Regions from separate parts of the Hordeum vulgare genome. Here regions 2 and 3 are each linked to region 1. Evidence: chromatin contacts called from public Hi-C data. All regions are on one chromosome and are shown on one strand. Each heading gives the region's core, a stretch centred on a gene start, on an enhancer-like site or on the middle of the called end of the contact. The rest is flanking DNA. Distances are from core to core; before and after follow the strand shown.

Evidence for each region. Hi-C and Micro-C count contacts between places; a contact is called where the count stands out from the background.
Region 2: a Hi-C map of seedling shows a contact between it and region 1, with 3 times the contacts expected there. The contact joins two enhancer-like sites. A contact is called at or near these places in 3 of 6 Hi-C or Micro-C datasets (leaf and seedling).
Region 3: a contact with region 1 is called in a Hi-C map of seedling, with 4 times the contacts expected there. The contact joins two enhancer-like sites. A contact is called at or near these places in 4 of 6 Hi-C or Micro-C datasets (leaf and seedling).

Annotation. Positions count from the first base shown.
Region 1 is chr4H:542,553,805-542,556,846 of MorexV3_pseudomolecules_assembly, forward strand. No RefSeq gene overlaps it. Among protein-coding and RNA genes, the nearest start is that of LOC123449383, 180 kb to the left of the region's middle. Within about 2 kb of position 1,732, at least 3 of the 3 cell types and tissues checked have open chromatin away from gene starts, as enhancers often do. A contact at or near this core is called in leaf and seedling, where this site is marked.
Region 2 is chr4H:542,838,443-542,841,416 of MorexV3_pseudomolecules_assembly, forward strand. No RefSeq gene overlaps it. Among protein-coding and RNA genes, the nearest start is that of LOC123449384, 99 kb to the left of the region's middle. Within about 2 kb of position 1,454, at least 3 of the 3 cell types and tissues checked have open chromatin away from gene starts, as enhancers often do. A contact at or near this core is called in leaf and seedling, where this site is marked.
Region 3 is chr4H:542,946,125-542,949,169 of MorexV3_pseudomolecules_assembly, forward strand. No RefSeq gene overlaps it. Among protein-coding and RNA genes, the nearest start is that of LOC123449386, 55 kb to the right of the region's middle. Within about 2 kb of position 1,382, at least 2 of the 3 cell types and tissues checked have open chromatin away from gene starts, as enhancers often do. A contact at or near this core is called in seedling, where this site is marked.

The DNA.
Region 1 (3,042 bases), core at 482-2,981:
GTTTTCTAACTCTTGGACCAAAAAAATCAATTTTCTTGTTGCCAAAAAAATAGATTTTTTTTGGCAGCACGGTTTTCCTATCGCTATAGGCACGACCGTGCCTCTTTAAAACAAAAAAAAATAACGTGTTTTTGGTTTTTTCATGAGAGGTATGATTTTGCTTTCATTAGAAGCATGATTTATTTTCGCTAGAGGCACGACTGTGCTTTTGTGAACACAATAAAATATGTGTTTTATTTTTTTTATGAGAAACACGGTTTTTTTATCGCGAGAGGCACGTTTTTATTTTCATGAGAGGCATGAACGTGCCTCTCGAAAACGAAAAACGTATTTTTTTATCATGAAAGGCAAGATTTTGCTTTCACAAAAGACACGGTTTTGCTTTCACGAGAGGCATGATCGTGCCTCTCGGAAACGAAAAAACAAAACACGTTTTCTATTTTTTGTGAGAGGCACGGTTTATCTTACATGAGAGGCACGGTTTTGCATTCACGAGAAATAAAAAAATAATACATTTATGTTTTTTTACCGCGAGAGGCACGAATTTTTCCGTCTGTTTGTTTTTGTCTGTTCTTTTGTGAAAAAATAGTTCGTCAAAGCCTCTAGTTTTGAAGATCTCGATGCCAGAAACCCACGATTGAAAACGGTTCAAGAATTGGATGCACGGTTTAAGAGATAAAACATTTTAAAAATATGAATTAAAAAAAGAAAAACTTCCAGGTTACGACAAAGGACATAGATATGATGTATCACTTGTCGCAACTTAGAAAGGTGAGAATGATTTTAAAAGGAATACTCCTCAATTAGTAATTTCGCTAACAGGCGCACCAAATAGGATATGACCAACCTATCATCAACTATAAGCAAGATTCATGGACCTTCGATAATGCACCGTATTGGGCCGGCCAAGACCATGCTGGGAGTCCCTCTCTGTTGTTTCATTTTTCGCATCTTTCGTATCTTTTGTTTTATCCTTTCTAAAATATTTCAGTTTTTTATTAATAAAAATAGGAATTCAAGAAATATGAAATATTGGAGAATTGTTTCGCAAATCATAAAATGTTCACGGATTAAAAAAATCAAGGGTATGAAAAATGTTTACGTATTGAAAAAATATCCTGAATTTAAACAAATATTTCACTAACTTGTAGAAAAGGTTCATATATTCAAGAAATGTTCACTGATTTAAAACGTTCATGCAATTCAAGAAAATATTTGTCAATAAAAAAATCCTCATACATTTCAATGAGAATCTTGGTAAAATAAAAAATACTCGTTGATTCTAAAATTGTTCGACGATTCTAAAAATGTTCACAAATTTAAGATAAAATGTTTGCAATTTCTAAATAATTAATGGCACAGAAAATGTTCGTGATCTCAAAAAATATTTGTCATTTTGAGGAGTGGTCATGGTTTCATGAAAAATATTAGTGAATTCAACAAATGTTCTCGATTAAGTTCGTGAATTTAAAAAATGTTCATGATTCAAAATTATGTTCGTAAATTTCAAAATTATGTTCGTGAATTCTAGAAGATATTCATGACTTGATAAAAATGTTCAGAAATTTTAAAAAGATGTTCGCAACATGAAATGGAAAAAAGACTACAGAGAAAAGAAATAAAAAACAAAAATCGTAAATTAAAAAAGAAGCTTAAAACAGGTATGGGAGAGAACCTGGAATGGGCCGGGCCAAAAGAGGACCACGCGCACAGGGGTGGTCCACGTAAACGTTGCTGATGGACACCACAGTTGGCGGAGTCTGTCACAATATCGCTATGTACCGACCTACACGGGGAATAGGAAGCTATAGCCCCACGTCAGTTTGGTTTGTAGGGAGAATGAGAATAAAAGCATAGGCCGCCCTTTCTTTTAGTACTTGATTTTTTTTAGGAGTATTAGATTAACTTGCCGAGTTTACATGGTTGTTAATCATTTTTTCAACTAGATTTATGTTACCTAAAGAACTAGATTTATATGGTGTTTATGTTTTTACTAAAGAGAAAAACAAGATTGACGTTCCAACTTTCCTATCTTTTGGGGGCCGAAATAGAGCATTTTATTTGTAAATTGTGAAAATGTAAAGTGTGAACTTTTAAGTCATTTTTTGTTTAAAAAGTCACGAATCTTCCTCCAGCAAAAAAAGAAAAAAGTTTCAACTCTCGTTTCTCGAAGATGGGGACACTAGTTTAGAAGACTACCAACATCGACCCTTCCCGTGTTGTTTGGAATTTCATTTTTTTATTTCAAAATAATTGAATTCACATTTATTTATTTCTTTTAAAAAATAAAGGAAATTTCATTTGTGATCCTTGAAAATCAAAGAAGTCTGGATTTCAATCATGAGCCATGTTTGCCCCGTTGATACGGTAGGCTTTGTTTGATCCCCCCACTTCTTGGACTAGTATGAGAAGATTGCAACACTTGATTCCACTGTCACATCACCTCCAAAGTAGACCCTTAAATTGCTTGGGACGTCCGGACTGCATGGTCGAAACGTATTTTGCCATCCACTGCGTGCCTATATACGTCAGCGGGCCGGTCCGGATGTCCCTTCTTTTTTGTAAAAAGAAAGCAAATTGAGGGCTTTGCGGGAGTCTAGACAACAACCATGTAGGACTCCAAAACCCCTGACCTACCTCAAACCCCTTCCGGACCACATGTCTCCATTCTTCTGTCTTTCTCTGTATTCGTTTTCTTTCTTGATGCCGTCGTTGTTCCACCACCCCGCCCCGCCCCTCCCTTCCCGAAACTCCGCGGCTCCATCACCATCACTCGGGCTCCTTCACCTCCACCGCAATACCCGGGCTTCACGTCTCGTCTGCTTCACTATCGGTCGATACATCTCCTCCGTCCGCTGCACAAGTACCATCCGCCCCTACGGTAGTCATCGTGCACGGGAAGTGCTCGTTGAAATGCTCGTGCTTGATTTTGTTGTCCCTGCTTCTTTGAAGCAATGGATTTGGATATGGAGTACATATACGACCACTATGTTGAGTCATCTGATGACTCTTCTCGTGAGGAGGACTACCCGAATGAGACGA
Region 2 (2,974 bases), core at 204-2,703, 280 kb after region 1:
CTCTTTGGTGTGACCTTGATTTAGCCCGTGCAAACCTTTTATATGCTCATGCAGTGCTTTCATTGTCAACGCAAGCAATCAACTAAACCGAGCATACATAAAAAATCTCTTGTTGCTCCAATTACTAGTAACTTTTATGTGTCCTCAACAATTGGTTCTCTCGGGTACTCTATCCAAACACCACTACGATGTGGGCAAATTCTACTATGGCCTCAAGGCATGTGCCCTTCACATCCATATTTCAGCATCAACTGTATGCGTGTCTTTATCATATGCAAGCATCCTCAAAGCAATCATACATTTCTATAAAGGAGTGAAGGGGAGTTGTCCACAACAATTCTTCTTCAGCTTAAAGTAAGGATTGTATTCCTTCACAGGATTCATGACACATAAGAACAAATGGTTGCTCGTCTAAAAGTAATGTCAGAACAAAATCATCTTGGTATGTCGGGTCTGGTTTAAAGTAGTTGTTGTAGAGAAGCCATGCTCCGGCGACCCTATATGTGGGAACAACTCTCCCATCCTTTATTGAACAATTGAACCTCATGACATGCTCCACTTGCTTCTTCATATCTTTCTCGATGCACATCACTATCCTCGTCATATCAACATCTCCATCGTTCAAATCGACGAACTCTTTGTATAAATTCATGAAGGTCCTTGTTCTCATAGTCATCATCCAACAAATTCATCATTCGCCTGCATAAAGCAAAAAGAATAGAAAAAATAGCTCGGGCATTTGGTCGAACACATAACGGGCAAGTTGTATGTTCAAGGAGTAGCAGGTAACGAGTTGGCATCCAATGACGGCGGAGTTAGGAAAAATGGCGGCGCGGGCGAAGAAAAAAAGAGGAGAGGAAGAGGATAGGTCAGGTTAGATTGGAGATGATTTAGAGAGATTTGAGATGAGCCCGGCCTATCGGATCGCCCCATGTCTGCCAGCATATGGGCTGAGTTCGGGAAGTGCCGGACAGATCAAAAGTTTGAGCTGGCTTTGTGGGTCTGGTTGGATGACGCTTTTCGGTCTAGACGGTGACCGAGGTGTTCGCTCATACGTTTAAGAGGAATTCAAGGGGTCCCATTATTGTTGGTCACACACGCAATGACACACTTAATCTTTGATTTTCACAAGTCACAACCCAAGTCCTGTACTGCTCGTAGTCCAGGAGTACTTTTTTCGGTTTAGTTCACATCACGTAGAGATAATCCCGGACGCAGGCGCGCCAAGGAACCAGGGGAGAAGAGAGCGGATCCACACATATGGACTTGAGAATTTATGCTTTGCCCTGGGGGCCGGGGAAGGCCGCTTTACGTGTTGTACATTCTGACCGGGACAGAGAGTGGAGGGAAGGACGCCGACCGACGGTGGCGCGCTGAAAGCAACGGCGTGGGGCGGGAGATCGACCAAAGCTACCCGCGTCGCCGTCCGCGACAAGGACAAGGACGGCTCGCACGGCCAGACGCCACGGCCGCAGTGGACCATGGCCGACGCCATCCGTGGCGATATGCGTCCTTTGTTCCTGCTTGAACTAACCATTATTTGCTGACCTCGACTGGGCGCGCCTCGCGTCGACACCTCACCGCGGCTCGATCCGTGTATGTACACTTGCACACGTCGCCGTGTCCGTTTGCTCGCTGGGATAAACATGGCCTCCGTTGCGTGGACTAGTACTACAACGTTTGCATTCATGCGTGGCCGGCCGGAACATTTGAATTCAGTTGACAGAATTAGTTTCGTTTAGTTCCTAGCTAGATCTAGTACTTGCCTTTTGTGATGTGAGTTTTAGCAAATTTAACCAACTTACCATGCTCACGTGATCACTAGCTAGTGGACCTGACTATAAACAGAGCTATATTATGGAACTCTCCTGGCATAACCATAAATGCATGCATGATTCAGGTTCAAAGTAAGCTACGCATTCGGTCTACGGTTTGGAGTTTGATGGGGAATTTCATTTCACTCTAGTTGTTCCTCCCTTCCACCCTCACAGCTATAAATTAAAAATGATCGGCCAAAGCTCAAGCAAATAGCTACAAGCCACATGTTTCGATTGTTCCAACGACTATTGGGCCCAAACGGATCGGAGAGTCATATGAGTTTGGCCTTCTTGTGAGTGGGCCGTATGCCTGGCCCACGAGCATCTTCACACTCTCATACCTCTTCTCGCGTTGCACCGTGTCCTCTTGATCTTTAGTTAGTACTCGTGGTATGTCACGGGATGCTAACATCCCCGCTTCTTGAAACCGTTTTGTCCTTAAGCTGTTGCATGAGGAAATTACTTACGCAGAAACTCCAACTCTTCCCAAGTGGCCGCTATGGGCGAAGAATCCCTCCACTCAACAAGCTCTTGAGCAACGGTACACTTGCCCACCTGCGACACACGATGTTGACACACTTGCAAGGAAACCTGAAAGGCCGAAGTAGCATGCGGAAGAACTTATTGGATGATAGTGTCTCGGGGAAGGAAACACTTCAACCGAGAGACATGGAATACATGGTGTATTTGGCTGCTGACAGGCTATTCCAACTTATACGCCACTCCGCCAATCTTTTTCACTATCTTGAAAGGACCGTAGAACTTAAACACCAATTTGTGATTGGTTCGACATGTCAAGAAAGTTGGGCGTATGGTTGCAACTTGAGAAAAACCTTGTCACCAAAGGAAAAAATCCGCTCTATCCTCTTTTTATCAGGTTGACTTTTCATGTGTTGTTGGATACGAAGCAAATGTTACCTAACAGTTGCAGTTAATGTGTGACAATATTTTAACAATTGTTCTAACTCAGTAGTAGCACTGCATCGGATTTAGAAATACCAAAGTGTCTGGGAGTATGACCATAGATCACCTCAATGCGAGACTTTCTTGGTGAAGAATGTCAATTAGAATTGTTGGAAAACGTAGTAGAAATCAAAACAAAAAACCGGTCCTATGATCAACCAGAAACACTATGAAGATACAACAATGGTTAGGAC
Region 3 (3,045 bases), core at 132-2,631, 390 kb after region 1:
CCTCGTATATGTAATCGGTTGTCCGAAGTGACGTATGAGTCTGGCCCGTAGAAATAGTCCGATGACCCGAGGTCCCTTTAGTCCCAGACTCCCTCACTTGGATCAGAGCGTCTTTGTGCAGCTCCCCTCAGATTTGCTCGAGCTCGAGCGCCATCTCTTCACAGATGACATCCACCCGCGTCGCAATCGGCCATCGAGAGTGGCATGTTCACATTGGTCATCTTTCACATGGCGTGGAGAAGAACCTCACTTTGGTCCTTGAGGCGCTCATCCAATCCGAAGAGAAATCGATGCGGGAGAGCTCGTATACTCCACACACTTTCTCTGATGGCTTCTCCATCACCGCCGCTCGACCCCTATCTCGTCACCGTGTGACATGATGATGTTGAGGAAGCTCCAGGACTACCGACTCTGATATCAACTATAAGCTATGCACTCGGTCTACGGTTTGAAGTTTGAATTGGGAAATTCTATTTCACTATTGTTATTCCTGCCTTCCATCCTCACGGTTACAAGCTTACAAATGATCGGCAAAGCCATTGTTCTGTTCCACGGCTAGATCGTTACAATGGCTACTGGGCCCAGACGGATCGGAGAGCCATCTGAGCCTGGTCTTCACGCTCCTGGCCCACGCTCCTGGCCCACGGGCATCTTCAAACTCTGGCACGTCTTCTCTCGTTGCTGGTTCTGCTACAGAGCCATCCCCTGTTGTCGCCGTGTCCCTTGATCTTCAGCCAGAATTGGTTGTTTACCAGGGGCGCTGACACATACGCACGAGCGAGTGAGCGAGCTCGAGACCGGGAAGTATGCAGCTGCATGGGCCTTGGATCGGCAAATGCGTCCGTTCAGAGGAGCCGCCGCCGCCAACCCAGAAGGAAAACAGTGCAGTGACACGCGCTACAGTGACGAAACTCAAGATAAAATGGACCAGACCGATCGACCATGAGCCGCTGCAACTGCGAAGCAGAGCACAACATCGCACGCGTACATGCATGCATGCCGCCGCTCTAGCTGCTTCATGCATGGTCCCGAGCACAGCTCCCCGTGCATCCACTTCAATTCGCCATGCCGCCACGTACGTACTGCATTGATTCATGCATGCACGGTCGCGCGCCGGGCCGGTGCACGGGACACCTGCGCAGCCGTGCTACCGTCTGGCCCAGGTGTAATGCCCCTGGCTAAGCTTGCTGGGGGACCGAACTAGCGTGTCGCACGTAAAACTAACCAGGGGATGCAAAGTGTCAAGCTGCTATGTGCCGACCTATACGTACGTACTCCTTCCCATCCCATGCATGGCAGTGATAATTCGAGGGCCCGTTCGTCCAGTCTGTTCCCTGTCCTGACCTCAACCATGTGTTCTCATGCATGAACCGAGCGCGACGACACCGGTACGGGCATGGATGGATGCAAGCCGATCGACCTCTCTCGTGAGCCGCTTGTTGCATGCCTTGCCTCTTCAACTGTTGTCTCTGGATAGATCGATGAGGTGTCGGACTGCACTGTAGTCTCATCTTCGGATAAGGATATAATAATTTGTCTGCAGTTCGTCATGGCATTTTCCATTAACTGCATGTCACAGCATGGAGGAGGCGAACCGAACAAACCGATCGACCGACCATGCAGCCGCCCTCGGCGCTTTCCAGGTGTCGTCCCATCACCAGTTCGTTGCAGCAACAGAACACGCTGCCGTCGCTCGCGTCCAGGAAATAACCGCTGCGCTGCGATCGATTGAGCTTGAGCCCATGCATATGCATGCATGGCTCACGACGAGTGACACCGCCACGTTCGTCTTCGACCGACCATCGGGACAGGACGGCGGCGTGATGTCGAGGCAGACGGACACTCCACGTTCCTCTGTTATGTTACTTCCCGGGGACAAAAGGAAGCTGAAGCTCTCGCCCGATCCAACCCAAACAAACTCGGGTCAGGCGCTCACGGAACCGAGGCCAAGCCTGCTTTTGATGACCTCTTTTCGGTTCAAAAAGAGCGTGCAGAAACGGATTTACGTGTGGTCTCAAACGGCAAAAGCTGGAGCTAGTCATCGTGTGGACTGTGGACTGCATGGGGGCCAAGATTCAGGGGGGGCATCGTTTTTTATGCCTTGCCGTCTGATCCAGTCTCAGTGCACGCATGCTAGAGGCGTAGTTGCTTCTCAGTTTGACTGTTGACGTGAACTGGATGAGATCTTCCAATGTGGTTGATCGGACCCAAACGGGTCAAAGAGACGCACAAAAGGTGCAAGTTTCACGTTTGTATGTCCACGCGTTTATCTGTGCAGGAGTATTTCCTTTGTAAAAGAAAGCTCGCAATCGAGTGCATGCAGCAGTCTCCTCAGCTCCTAGAAGTGGGTGAATCATGTCGCAAGCAATCTAAACAATTCAAAAAAAATGTACAAACAATTGAGGACAGCTTTCCTGGTTTGTACAGATCTCAAATGCAAGTTCCGACGGCAGTGAAGTTAAACTGAAAAAACAAAAAAAAAATCTAAAATCCATAACAGGCTTCAATCAACAACAAAATATTGGATAACCAGAGCGAGTCCCTACCACACGACACGTAACAGTGGTTGGACGCATCACTCGGCCCTCTCCCGGGCCAAAAAAAAAAATGATCCTCTTAAAAGGAGCCCAGCTATTGATAACTTTAGTTATTTGCTCCCGGCTATGTCCCACGTCGGTGCTGGAGCAAACGTCGTCGTAATGACAGAGACCAACGACACAGGTTCATAATGATGTTGTCGTCGCATTATCCTTGCTTGAATAGACTGATTCTCAAATCCATACCCGACCATAGCATGATCTCTCCGTCGAAGTAGGAACTAAAAAAACTTTATTTAACACCATCATCGTCGTCGCCAAAGCAAAAAAAAAAAAAACAATGATCAACATAAAAACCAAATAAAAGAGCCTACAAAGGATTCACACACAAGGATCCGGCGACCCCCTTCACCACCGAAGACCGAAGTCGTCGACAGAGGGGAGCCCTCGGAGGCCGATGATGGAGGTGAGATCACCTTTCCTTTCTTCGGGAGGAAGAGGGAGAAAG